Regions from separate parts of the Mus musculus genome. Here region 1 is linked to region 2. A link is a contact called in public Micro-C data. All regions are on one chromosome and are shown on one strand. Each heading gives the region's core, a stretch centred on a gene start, on an enhancer-like site or on the middle of the called end of the contact. The rest is flanking DNA. Distances are from core to core; before and after follow the strand shown.

Region 1 (6,648 bases), core at 1,737-4,236, 540 kb after region 2:
CATCAGTGAGGGTGATGACACCTGCTGTTCTTGCTACAGGACAGTTTCCCAGCAGAGTCACCATTGGCCCTGGTATAGCTTGGTGAAAGATCTGGTGTAGGAGAGGCCACGTCCCAGAACAGGGATTTTTCCCAAGGACAGGACTTCTCTCATTCGTGTCTCCAGGTGCCAGCACAGACCTGGTGCACAGTGTAACCCAGGGGACACACACGCCCATGCATGTGCATGCTTACAGACTGATGCTCCACCATGGACATGTGCATTTGTACATGGCCTGGGGACACACAGGATACACACAAAAACTCCACACACAACTGTGTGGATACAGATATCTGGCTCGGCTCAGGTATACACTTGCAGTTATCTGCAAAGCAACATATGCGCACGCATACCCCATGGCCAGGTATCCCGGATAATATGAACAGGACCCATGCGTGCCATCTGTGTTGTGTGGTAGGTAAGGACTCTGGCAGCTGCAGTTTGAGTTGGAGTCACTTGGGGAGGGGCCAGATCTGGTTGGGAGGAACAGGAAGGGAGGACCCAGGGCCCTGGGCTGGACTTCTCTCTGCAGGGACAGTACTTGCTACTCCCTGCTGGAGCTTTTTCTTCTAGCTAAGTGCAGGTGGGCAGCAGGCAAGAGAGGTGAGCTGAGCCCTACTGCTATCCTATATGGAAAGTTCAGTTGGGTGTCATTCGCAGTGTTTGTCCAGAGCCCAGAGCTTAACTAAGGTCCAGTTGCCACATTGGTCGGCCACGCAGTCTCCACCTTTCTCTGGGGACCTACCTCTGTTCACCCGGATCTCCATCCCTGGGCACCCACCCCTGTGAATCTCTCAGGGCTCAAGATGTGCGAGTCACTGTCAGATCCTATTTGTTGTTCAAGCATGAAGACTGCCTCTAGCCAGTGTCTCAAGCTGAGGACTCTCAGGAGTGGCCTTCTGCAGCCTGAAGACTGGCAGGGGTGGGAACATGCAGGCCCAGAGAGTCCTGAGACCTGAATTTGGAGCCTGTGGCCCTAGGTACTTTCCTTAGCCCCAACTCATTAGTGTCCTGCACTCCAATGCAGTCATGGCCCCTAAGGAGGGGAGCCATACAGTGGTTGTAAAATCACCTCCAGAGGCCTCACCGGGCTCACTCTGTCCCCTGGGCTCTTGCATGTGTGTGTTCCCAGGTCCTTCCTGGGCTCAGTTTCCTCTGCACAAGCTAGGCTGACTCCACTCTGCCTAGCAGTAGCTTCAGTCTTCCTGGGCCCAGTGGTTGGGTGGGGTCAAGGGGCCCCCTCCTGCCACCTAGTGTCCCCAGCTGAGCAGTCATTCACGCTCCATACCCCAGCAATTGGGTCAGGAATGGATGTGGGCCCTGTCTGGGTCACAGGAGCCACAGGAGCTTTCTGGAGGAAGGGGGGCTTTTCTGGAGGAAGCAGGCTAGGAACAGATAACCCTGAGTTTTGTCAGGGAGGCGGGGCAGGGCTTGTTGATTGATGGACAGGCTGATGAGGGTGAGCTGGGAGCCAAACGGGGTCTTGGTAACATCTGTGAGGCTCTTAGGATCAGTTGTAAGCTGGTCCTCAAGTGTGTGTGTGTGTCTGTCTGTCGTGTCTGTCTGTCTTTTGTGGCTTTTTTTTTTGGTTTTTTTGGTTTTGTTTTGTTTTTCCGAGACAGGGTTTCTCTGTATAGCCCTGGCCGTTCTGGAACTCACTCTGTAGACCAGGCTAGCCTCGAACTCAGAAATCCGCCTGCCTCTGCCTCCCAAGTGCTGGGATTAAAGGTGTGTGCCACCACCGCCCTTGTCTGTCTGTTTTAAACAAGAGCCAATTGCTTCCCCTTGCACTAGAGGTTGGTCCTCAGATATAAATCTCCCTTGTCTCAGAGGGCAGAGTCCCAGTGTAGGCATTTGTGATCCTGGGCAGGGTTGGGGCTGTAGCTGCCCATGCTTCTGCTCCCACTGCCTCGGCTCCTCACTGAGCTCCCGCCCAGGGAGTGTGATGGACAGCTCTCTGTTGAAGGGAGCTGGGTTGGGGCAGAGTTGACCTGCCTATACATCTATGTTGTGGTCCACTGGCCAGCTGGCACCCAAGAGTGCCCGGTGGGACATGGTGACCATCCTTCCTCATGTCTCCATTTCTCTATCAAGTATACAGACCTACTGCAGTCAGGCTACAGTGGGAGGGGCCAATGTGCAGGCCGTCTCTGGCTCTACCACTCTAGAGCTTGGACATGAGGGCTGGAGCCCCAGCAGCTGTCCTGATGCTTGGTGATTGACCCAGCCATAGTTCTATCTCCTGTAAACTGACTAGTTACCACGTCCCACCTCCCTGGATCATCACAGAAATGAAAGGAGATGGCTTAGGTAAGCTGCCCAGTAGAATCTGAGGTGAGGTCGGTACTCATCTCACAGAGCCCCGAGAAAGACTGGGCAGTCAGCAGAAGTGAGATTTACACCCGATTCCCATGAAACCATTTGAGCTTAAGGCCTCTGCTCCCCTGAGAGAGTAGCCATAGTTCCAGATATCCACAGCAACACCACCAGTTCCAACCTCCTGTCTCCAGAACTCAGGCTGTCCTTGGAGTCTGAGGACTGGTGAGCTCATCTGGCATGTCCCTGAGACCCTGGCATCCCACGGGAGGTTGGCCATTCCTGTGCCAGATAGGCATCCAAGGCACAGAAGATCCAGCAGTGCCCAGATGCTGCCAGAGTGCTGGAGAGTGGCTGGGCCCGTTGTAGCCCAAGCACCTTGAATCTAGCCATGTGAGACCTTAGGTCCTGGTTCAGGCCACCACCCTGTGTCTTCCACCTCACCCACAGCCAGCTGGGTGTTGCCCCCACTCACAGGCCTCCCTGCCTGCTGAGTCACACTGGTGTTTTTCCTCAGACATGTAAACACTGAGCCAGGACCCCAGGAAACAGGTTGGTGTGTCTAGATACAGCTTCGGAGAGCTCTGTGTTCTGGGTGTCTCCTCGGGCTGGGGGAGGGGCTGGCACCTGCCCTCCCAGTACCTCCTGGGGCTGCTGATAAAGAGTCGGGCTTTGCCTATCAGCCTGGTATTCTACCTCTGGCTGCTCACAGGGGTTGAGAACAGAGATGGGGAGCTTATACCACCCCACCCCCAGCTCCTGCATGACCCACGGCTCAGAAAGCCCTGGGTGCCACCTGCTGGCCCCTGCCTGGTGATGGGGGCATTCTTAGAGGAATTTTAAGAATAGAGATTGGGTTTTGCAATTTAAGCCTATAAATAATCTCAGTACTCAGGAGACTGAGGCAGGAGGATTACCTTGAGTTTGGAGCCAGCCTCTGTTTCACAGTGAGACCCTGTCTCAAAGGGAATGTAAGTAAATCAACAAATACTTGTCACTTGCAATACAGATAAACATACTCTGATAGAGAATCAGTGGGGTGGTTTTGTGCATGCGTGTCTGTGTGCGCACAGAGAGAAGTGATGGGGGCTGGAGAGATGGCTCAGCGGTTAAGAGCACTGACTGTTCTTCCAGAGGTCTTGAGTTCAAATCCCAGCAACCACATGGTGGCTCACAACCACACGTAATAGGATCTGATGCCCTCTTCTGACGACAGCTACAGTGTACTTATATATAATAAATAAATCTTTAAACGAGAGAGAGAGAGTAGAGAGAGAAGCGCTGGAATGATTTGTGTGCGCACAGAAGATATTGGCTGTTTTCTTAGTTAAGTTTTTGAGACAGGGCTTCACTCTATATCCCAGGTTATAGCCTGGAACTTGAGATCCTCCTGCCTCAGCTTCCAACCACACAGGATGCAGGATTGGCACTTGGGGCCAGGCCCTGTGCAGAGACAAAGGAGCGTATAACAGGAAGCCACAAAGTTTGGGGGAGTTCCTTATATAACAACTGAAGCCGAGGGGCAGAAAAGCACCTTTCAGAATTGAGGAAACTGTACACAAAAGTATTTTAGAACCCCTCCTTGGAGGGCTGGGAATGCACCTCAGTGTTAGAGTTGGGGTGGACAAAGCCCAGGAGTCCATCCCCAGCAACACACACATACACACACACACACACACACACACACACACACACACACACACACATCTCCTGCAGCCAGGTTTACATAACTGTTCAAGGAAGGTGGGTCATACCCTGTCTTTTACAGCCACACTGACCCCCTGTGAGGCTGAGGGCTGGCTCAGTGCAAAGGTGGACCCCCTTACCACTGACTGCAGATGATGAGCCCCAGAACACCCCAGGTTCTGCAGAGAGGACTTCACACTCGCCATCAGGAGCAGAGGGCAGCGGATGCCACCTCTGAGCAAACAGTGCGCCAGTGTGTCCCAGGTCCCCAACAAATGCATCATTTCTACCTGGACATGAACTGCACTTTCCTGAGCACATGACTTGGACCCTTGTCAAGAGTGGCAGGAAGGATGGAAGAGGGAGCGATGCGATGGTGAACTCGCCTCTGGGTCTTATCAGGCAGGCCTCTGTGAAGAGCCACGGAGAAGTGCATGCTAAGAGCATGCATGGGGCAGAAGGAAGCACACACCACACACACAGGTCCTGGTGGGATGGGGTTTGATGTATTGGAGGGATGTGTCCACAGTGGCTGGAGGGGAGGCCAACTGGAAGTGAAGAGGTCATTTGGGGGCTGGGGAGATGACTTAGTATTTAAGAGCACTAGCTGCTCTTCCAGAGGCCCCAGGTTCAATTCCCAGCACCTGCATGGTATCTCACAACTGTAACTATAACTCCAGTTCCAGAAGATCTGGCACCCTCAGATACACATGCAGGCTGAACACCAATACACGTGAAACAAAAATAGACATTCATGAAGGAGGAACTGAGGGGCTAGGCTGATGGGTCACTTGGGGTCCAGGAACAACAAAAAGTGATGGGGTGGCACCATCTAGCCCTGAGTCGCAGGAATCTAGCTAGGGTGGGGGCGTGGGGCCTGGGCATGGCAGACAGGTGACATGTCACACCCACACTCACCTTTGTCTGGGAAGCAGGCACAGCCTACTGTGTGTCTGGGAGCACTGTGGCGGGGGGAGCACCTCAGAATCTCCCATACATAAGTGCCACTATCTGGGGCCATGCAGAGTACCTGCAGAGAGATCCTGGCTCAGGGTGGGTGGACGGAGCTTTGTAGAAAGTGTCAGGCTTAAGGAGGGGCTGAGGAAGGCCTCAGCCAGCACTTCTTTACTGAGTCTTGGAGGGCCTTACTGGCCTTGGAGGGCCAGGAGTGTGACTCAGCTGGACCCTGTGATCCCAATGCAGAACAGGGTTTTGTCATTCCAGAACCCAAATACCATGTCTAGAACACACTTGGTGCTTAATAATGTCTGTGGAGAGAGCAGTCAGGAGGGATGTGCTCCTGGCCAGAGCACCTCTCAACCACAGGACCTTTGCACATGCACTTTCCTCTGCCCTCAGTGCCCTTCCCTGACAATCCCTGCCACCCCACCAGGCACTCCCTTGCCGCCTTCTCACTGCTCAGCAAGCCTCTGGGTTTGACCCCTGGTTTAGGTCATGAGACCCATTAGTTGCTCTCTCTCCCCATCCTGAACATTGAGCTCAGAGGAGGTAGAGTGTTTCTGTTTCTGGCCCACCATGACAGTGCCAGCTTCACTTCCTCTATGAATGAGTCCTGAAGAACTTTATAGGCTGGGGCCGTGGCATAAGGAAGAGCCTGTACAACCAGGTTCAATCCCCAGCCCTGTATAAACTGGGCGTGGTGGTACACTTCTGTAATCCTAGCACCCAGGAGGCAGGAGCTTAAGAAGTTCAAGATTATTCTTGGCTACAGTTTGAGTTCAGGGCTAGCCTGGGCTAAGTAAGAACCCGTCACAAACAAACAAAATTTAACTTAAACAATTCTCCAGCCATAGAAGCCCCCCGAAGCAGGAACATCTGCTCCAGAACTCCTGCATGAAGACTGATACTTCACAAGCCTAGGCAAGGGCGATGCAGCTCAGCTGTGGCCCATAGAACCAGAGTGCAAAGTGCCTCTGCTCCCGGGAGTGTCCTGAGAGAGGTCAGAGGTGACCCCTGGGAGGTGGAGTGGGCCCCCTGGGCCTGGCTGTCTGTGGACTTGAGTTTTGACCATATTTGTCCAGTGACATGTGGCCACCCCAGGCTGTGGCATAAATACCAGTTTATCAGGCTTATTTGCTTTGTCCCCGCAGAGCACACAGGGAGCCAGCAGCCTCCCTGGGTGGTGTCCTTCACTCAGATCGCAGCCCTGGACTGGAGGCTGGGAGCCATCCTTTGGGGCCCTGGGACAAAGGAGACCTGGCCCAGTCTGCTGAGCATTCTGTCAGTCTCCAGAAGGCAAAAGAGGGTGTGCTCTTCCCCCAGCAGATTCTGTTTGTTTGTTTGTTTGTTTGTTTGTTTGTTTGTTTTTCCAGACAGGGTTTCTCCTTGAGGCCCTGGCTGTCTTGGGACTCACTCTGGAGACCAGGCTAGACTCTACTCATCTTTCCGTCTCACCTCCCAGGCACTAGTGTTCCAGGATTGCTTTTCTTTTTCCTTTGTTCTTTGTCTTCCTTTTTAGTATTTTTGGTTTTAGTTATAGAGACAGTCTTATGTAGCCCAGGCTGGCCTTCAACTGTACCAGAGGATGACCCATGATCTTGAACATCTCTGCTCCTCCTGTCTCCACCTCCCTGGGGCTAGGATTGC
Region 2 (6,893 bases), core at 2,641-5,140:
AGTGTGTGTGAGTGTGTATGTGTGTTTGAGTGAGTGTGTGTGGGTGAGAGTGTGAGTGTGAGTGAGTGTGTGAGTGCATGTGTGTGTGAACCAGGCCATTCTCACATTCCTCATAGAGCCTGTGACTATCTCCCAGACACTCACCAGATCTGGTTTCTCACAGTGTTGCCATTGAAATCTTGCTAGAATAGTCAGGTGAGTCCCTTTCCAAACCCATTTCACGCTCCTGAGAAAGACTTCCCTCCTCATCTCGGCCCTCCAGACCTCTCCAGACTCCAGGGCCACTCACGCCTTAGAATACGCTCCTGGTCAGGGCTGGCCCCCAGGGCCTTAGTGCCTAGACTGGGCAGGCTTCTTCTTAATGCCTTCTTCTTTCCAATTCTGGTCAATCCCCTCCTATTCTTCTGTCCCTGGCTTGTCACTTCCTCCAGACTCTCCTGACACATCTCTCAAATCAAAACCGAGTCAGAGGGAAACACTGAGTCATCTACCCCTCTTCCCGGAGAAGGATCTGGAAAGCCAGGTTTGCATAACAATATCTGCCCTTGCCATGAGCCTTCCTTTCTGCTGAGCAGAAACAGAAAGAACACACAAATGAGAATGTGTGTGTGTGTGTGTGTGTGTGTGTGTGTGTGTGACTCAGAGGTCAATCAAATGCACACTTCGTTCACACATAAAACCTTCTCACACAGAGTCTAATGGATGGACACTGGGTTTGTCTTTCTTCTCAGTGGGTGGTCAGTTTTTCCAGTGACAGATTGGAGAATCTTCATCTGCCTTTTTTGCATTAAGTAGCTACCTGCCTGCCTGGGGTCTGACGTATACCCAGGCCTAGTCTTGTTTGTGACGTCATGTCTGGTATTTTAGACAGCTTGAGCACACTGTCAACACTGACTTTATATGTGTTGTGTTTTATAAAAAAGAAAAAGGAGCCAAAGAGATGTTTGATAGAGCGCGGTATGGTGAGGTTGGAGGAGGTGCCTCTGCGGCCCATGCTGTGGCATCCCTTTCCCCCTGACGTACCAGCCACAGGACAGGTATAGTATCAAATAGAGTTTATTTAGGGCATGGGGAGGGGAGTTGAGAAGGGAGTAGAGATATAGAAAGACAAGGGGGAGGGGAGGAGGGGAGGCAGGCCAGGAACATATGGGTTGGGGGGGGGTTGGGATGGGGGAGAGAGAGAGTCGGGGCTGGGAGAGAAGGGGCAGAGAGTAAGAGGGTAAGAGAGTGAGAAGGGAGCTGGGCATGGTGGTACACGCCTTTAATCCCAGCACTTGGGAGGCAGAGGCAGGCGGATTTCTGAGTTCGAGGCCAGCCTGGTCTACAAAGTGAGTTCCAGGACAGCAAGGACTATACAGAGAAACCCTGTCTCAAAACAACAACAACAACCAAAACCAAAACAAAAACAAAAACGCACAAACAAACAAAAAAAAGAGAGTGAGAAGGGGACAAGCAGCCTCTTTTATAGTGAGTCTGGCACACCGTGCTGTTGCCAGGTAACTGTGGAGCGGAGCCTAGAAGGAATGCTAGCAATCTGTTTTTGAAATTTTTATTTCTTTATTTTATGTATATGACTCTGGATGTATATCTGTACCCCATGTGGGTGGGGTGCCATGGGAGACCAGAAAGGGGTCTCAGATCCTCTGGAACTGGAGGAGCAGATGATCGTGAGGCTCTGTGTGGGTGCTGGGAATTGAACCCCCGCTCCTCTGGAAGAGCGGCCAATACCCTTAACTGCTGGGCCATCTCTCCAGCCCCTGGAAGGTTAACTTTACATCACAGTGACTGTGTTCCAAGTGTTTAACAGACACTGGAGGTGGGGTAGGAATTATGGGTAAATGGATGAAGGCTGAAGGATGAAACTGTTCTTAGCCCAGACCCCTCGAAGCTGTGCGTGGTCAACCTCCAGGCATTCCACGCCCCATCTCTCCTCTCCTTTCTTCCTTCCTTTCTTTCCTTCTTTCTTTCTTTCTTTCTCTCTTTCTTTCTTTCTTTCTCTCAACTACTCTTTTTTTTTAATTGTATTTTATTTATTATTATACGTAAGTAGACTGTAGCTGTCTTCAGACAGACCAGAAGAGGGCGTCATATCTCACTACAGATGGTTGTGAGCCACCATGTGGTTGCTGGGATTTGAACTCAGGACCTTCGGAAGAGCAGTCAGTGCTCTTCTTACCCGCTGAGCCATCTCACCAGCCCCTCTCTTTCTTTCTTAAGGTCTTGTTCATCCTGAACACTAGTCTACCCTTCTTCCTCATGGGTAGTTCATTTTGCCACCAGGCACAAGACCAGACACGTCTCCCACTTGTGGAATCACAGAACCACAGTGGAACAGGACGGGTTTTTGGAGTGCCCATGGCTAGCCTCCCTTATCAGCTGAGGCTGCTCAGCCACAGCCATGACTGTGGGAGTGCGGGGAGCCGCAGGTGCTGGCTGCAGAAGGAGGAGGGATTAGCAGAGCCCGGGTATACTTGAAGTCCAAGATACTTCAGTGTATCCATTGCTTCTTTCTGTTTGATTGTGTTAAGATCTCTGCAAATGGCTACAAAAACAGATGCAGGCTTAGAGATAGAGACTAGGGTGTGGCCCCAGCCAAGTGGCGCCTGTTTATAATCTCACACACAATCTCACACACTCATGACAGAGGCAGGAGGATCACCACATGCCCAAGGCCAGCCTGGTCTATGTAACAAGTCTCTGTGTCAAAAAAAAATAGACAGGTTTGGCTGAATACACCTCTTTAACCCTAACATGGGGAGGCAGAGGCGGCAGATCTCTGCCAGTTGGAGGCCAGATTGTTTATGTAATGAGACCCTGGGTCAAAAAGAGAAACACAGAAAGAGAAGGGGGTGGGGAGGGAAAGGGGGAGGGGAGGGAGAAGAGAGAAGAGAGGAGGGGGAGAGGGAGAGAGGGGGAGAGGGAGAGAGGGAGAGAGAGGGAGAGGGGGAGAGAGGGAGAGAGAGGGAGAAGACCCTGGCCATCCCTTCCTGACACCTACTCTTTAATGGAAATGCCTTACAAGCAAACGCTTAGCCTTAGTTCTCCACCTTGTGGTCAAACTGTGGCATTGCGTTCCCCCCCCCCATGCTTTAGGCTCACGCATGGAGGGAGGATTTGGAGTCAGGATTAAGGCTTCTCTCCAAAGTCCCAATGTAAGGGCTGAGACCAATTCCTGGTCCTCACAACCCCAAGCCACAGTTCCCAACGATACAACTGAAGACACACCTCTCAGAGTAAAGGCCCAAGGAGAAGAGAATTGAAAGCCATCACTGTGTCTCAAGAAAGTGTGTGTGTGTGTGTGTGATCTTTGTGTATGTCTGCATGTATATGTATCTGTGTATATCTATGTATATCTGTGTTTTGGCCTCAAACTTACAGGGACCCTCCTGCTCCTGCTTCCTGGGGGCTGGGGCTGTGGAGTACACACACACACACACACATACACACCAGCCTCGGCCTTCCTCCAGAGAGGAAGAAGTGAAAAGAAAGCAACGGGCAACATTTTACATTGATTTTATTTTATTTAATTAGTTAGCTCACATACATAATAATGATTTTCTTTACCAAAAAAAAAAAAAGTGCTGTTGACGTCATGAATTTGCATGTCATCTGCACTAAGGCCTGGTGTCCTTCCCGTCAGCACATGTGTGCACAGTTCTGGGGTCTGAATTTGGAACTCAGAGCCTGGGGCTTCAAACTCCAGGTGGGGACTGACCAGGAAGATAGTGAGTCCGCAGGGTATTCCCGAGCGGGGCTCAGGAATGAAGTTAGTAAGGCCAGAAGTCATACCTCCCTTCACGCCGGGCTTCTTCCTGCTCACGGCCAGCTCCCTCCAATGGAGCCTGCGCTGCGAGGCATGTGTCAGGTGCGCAGAATGTAAGGCATCTGGCGATGAGCTTGCCCAACACTCCCTGGATTTTCAGAAGAGGAAACTGGAAGGCTGAGGGAAGAGAGGCCTCCCCTCAGGACACCGCGCAGCTATCAGGAACTGCGTGTGTGTGAGCGGCAGCTGCAAACTGTGTGTCTGAGGTCACAGCCCTTCATCCACATCTGGCAAACAGCTCCTTCTGCAGCAGCCTTGAAAATCTGTACTTTATAGCTCTGCTGTCTTACCTTCCCAGAGTCCTTGCTAATCTCCCAGATAGGAAACTGGCCCTGGGAAGATAGCGTGGTGTGGGGGTATCCAACTTATCTTCTGGGACAGCTTTGTGATCCAACACAAGATCTAAGAACATCGTAAGATTTTGTTTTATGATATTGTAATTCTGTCCAGTTCTCAAGTATGAGCTTTATAGATGACAACTAGTGTCAGAATGCCACGTAAAATAAATACATGCATGTTCTCACAACCCATGGGCCATGTTGGACATCTCTGTAAGGCTAAGACTTGGTGAGAGCTGCCCAGTCTCCACTGGACTCCAGGCAAGGGGCTCATCACCACTGACGTGTGTGATCCACACACAAAAGGCTCTGAGCTGTTCCGGAAGGCAGTGGGGTGAAAGGGTTGGGGTCGGGTGATTCGCAGTATGTTGACCTACTGTGCATGAAGCCCTGGATCTGATCCCTAGAGCAGTTTAAACTGGGTGTGGTGATGCAGGGCACAAGCCCAGCACTTGGGAGGTAGAGGCTGGAGGGTCAGGAGTTCAAGACCATCCTCAGTTACAGAGTTCAAGGCCATCCTGGAATCCATTGGACTTTGTCTCAAGAAAGTGGGAGAAGGGACAGTTAGGCGTTCTGGGTTCGGGAGCAATGTGCTCTTGGGGAGCTATCTTCAGAGTTTATATAATTTTAGGTAAGAGGTGGGCATGGTGGTGGTTCGTGATTTTAATCCCAGGAGACAGATGCTGGAGAATCTCTGAGTTTGAGGCCAGCCTGGTCTACAGAGTGAGCCAGGACTACACAGAGAAACCCTGTCTCAGAAATAAATAAAACAAAACAAAATAACAACAACAAACCAAAAATACTTTAGGTATTTTATGCAACCTGGGTCAAATGATTACTCTCATTCAGTTCTATTCAGTGTGTGTGTGTGTGTGTGTACATGTGTGTGTGTGTCTGAGTGTGCTTGTATCTGAGTGTGTGTATGTGTGAGTGTATGTCTCTCTGTGCGTATCTGAGTGTATGCATTTGTGTGTCTAAGTGTGTATGTCTGAGTGTGAGTATCTGAGTTTGCGTGTGTCTGTATTATTGTCCAAGTGTGTCCATGTCTGAGTGTGTATATGTGTGAGTGTGTGTCTCTGTGTATATGTCTGAGTGTGAACATCTGAATGTGTGTGCACGTGTGTGTGTATGTGTGTCTTTGTCTGAGTGTGTCTGTGTGTGTGTCTCTCTGTGTGTATCTGAGTGTCTAAGTGTGTGTGTCTGAGGGTGAGTATCTGAGTGTGTGTGTGTATGTCATGAGCATGTGACAGGGATTGCACATGCAGGGGGAGGCCAGAAGTCAGTTACTCTTCTGTAGTAGGAATTTATAATCCTAATTAAGCCTACATAAAAGAGACACAATTCACTTATTTTACTTACAAGCCATAAGCCTAGATTGGGCATATCTAAGGCTATGCTAACTTATTCCCCAGTTATAACGTGCCTTGTTACTGGCTATTCCTCCTGGTCACACAGTTCTGGTCCATAGTGGTTTCCTCCTCTGTTCCCCGTCTTCCTCTCTCTCTCTTTCCCTACAACCCCTCTCATGAACCTCCAGTCCCACCTTTCTCCCTCCACTGCCCAATCACAGCTCTGGTTCCCATGGCATCCCACCTTTCTCCCTCCACTGCCCAATCACAGCTCTGGTTCCCATGGCATCACTCGGGTACCGGAGGATCTGCTCCCCACATCTTCAGGGTCCAGCATTTAGCATTGGATACCAGCAGCACCACACCACTCCTCTCTTGCCCTTACTTTTTTGTGACAGGGACTCTCACTGAACCACAAGCTTGCCGATTCAGCTGGACTGTTCAGCAGGGAGGCCTAGGAACCCTCTTGTCCGTTACCCCACTGCTGGGATTACAGGCGTCCACTCCTTACCAACTCTGTGGGTGCTGGGGACCTGCATCTGTGTCCTCACGCTGTGTAACAAGCGCTTCACCCACGCAACATTTCCATTCTTATATTTCAACGTGAAGTGAAAGCTATAAAATGGGTTTGCTGGGTTGAGGACGCAGCTCAGGGGCAAAGGGTTTGCCAAGCATGACTAGGCCTCCCCAGGCTCCACTCCCAGTAACACACACACACACACACACACACACACACACACACTTGCACAATGTATTCATGCACATACACATATACACACTGACACACATACACACACACATACATGTTCACACACATGCACACACATATACACTCAAACACATGCACTCACACACATGCATACACATGTACAGGCATGTGCACATACACACACAAACACACATACTTGCTCACACACATACATACACGCTCACACACATACACACACATGCATGCTCACACACATGCACACACATACACATATACACTCAAACACATGCACTCACACACATGCATACACATGTACAGGCATGTGCAAACACACACATACACACACATGCACAAACACACATACTTGCTCACACACATACACACTCACACATACATACATACAAGCTCACACACATACACACTCACACACATGCACTCACACACATATACATGTATGGTTACGCTCACCCTTACACACACACATACACACGTACACAGGCACACATGTACAAACACTTGTACTCACTTACACAGTCTCCTTTTCTGCTCCTGGAGGCACCTCAACAGCTTTGTGCCACACCCTGCTGTGGGAACCAGAGGACCAGAGAACCTGCATGCTTTGGGCAATACTCAGGGCTGGGAAGGACAGCTCCTTCCTTCCTGCTTGACAGTGC

Evidence for each region. A called contact is a pair of places that touch in the nucleus more often than the background predicts.
Region 1: a Micro-C map of the G1E-ER4 cell line shows a contact between it and region 2. The contact joins two enhancer-like sites. A contact is called at or near these places in 3 of 484 Hi-C or Micro-C datasets (all in the G1E-ER4 cell line) and 3 of 115 datasets of contacts at active chromatin or transcription factors (embryonic basal ganglia, forebrain and stem cell-derived neural progenitor cells).

The regions. Positions count from the first base shown.
Region 1 is chr2:173,035,410-173,042,057 of GRCm38.p6, forward strand. No RefSeq gene overlaps it. Among named protein-coding and RNA genes, the nearest start is that of Gm36337, 12 kb to the right of the region's middle. RefSeq lists an enhancer at 1-1,431. Within about 2 kb of position 2,987, at least 47 of the 459 cell types and tissues checked have an H3K27ac peak or open chromatin away from gene starts, as enhancers often do. A contact at or near this core is called in the G1E-ER4 cell line, where this site is marked.
Region 2 is chr2:172,498,506-172,505,398 of GRCm38.p6, forward strand. It overlaps Gm40009 (a long non-coding RNA gene), which reads left to right. Exons shown (of 3, transcript XR_867064.2): 2 at 924-1,037. Among named protein-coding and RNA genes, the nearest start is that of Gm40009, 7.7 kb to the left of the region's middle. Within about 2 kb of position 3,891, at least 16 of the 459 cell types and tissues checked have an H3K27ac peak or open chromatin away from gene starts, as enhancers often do. A contact at or near this core is called in the G1E-ER4 cell line, where this site is marked.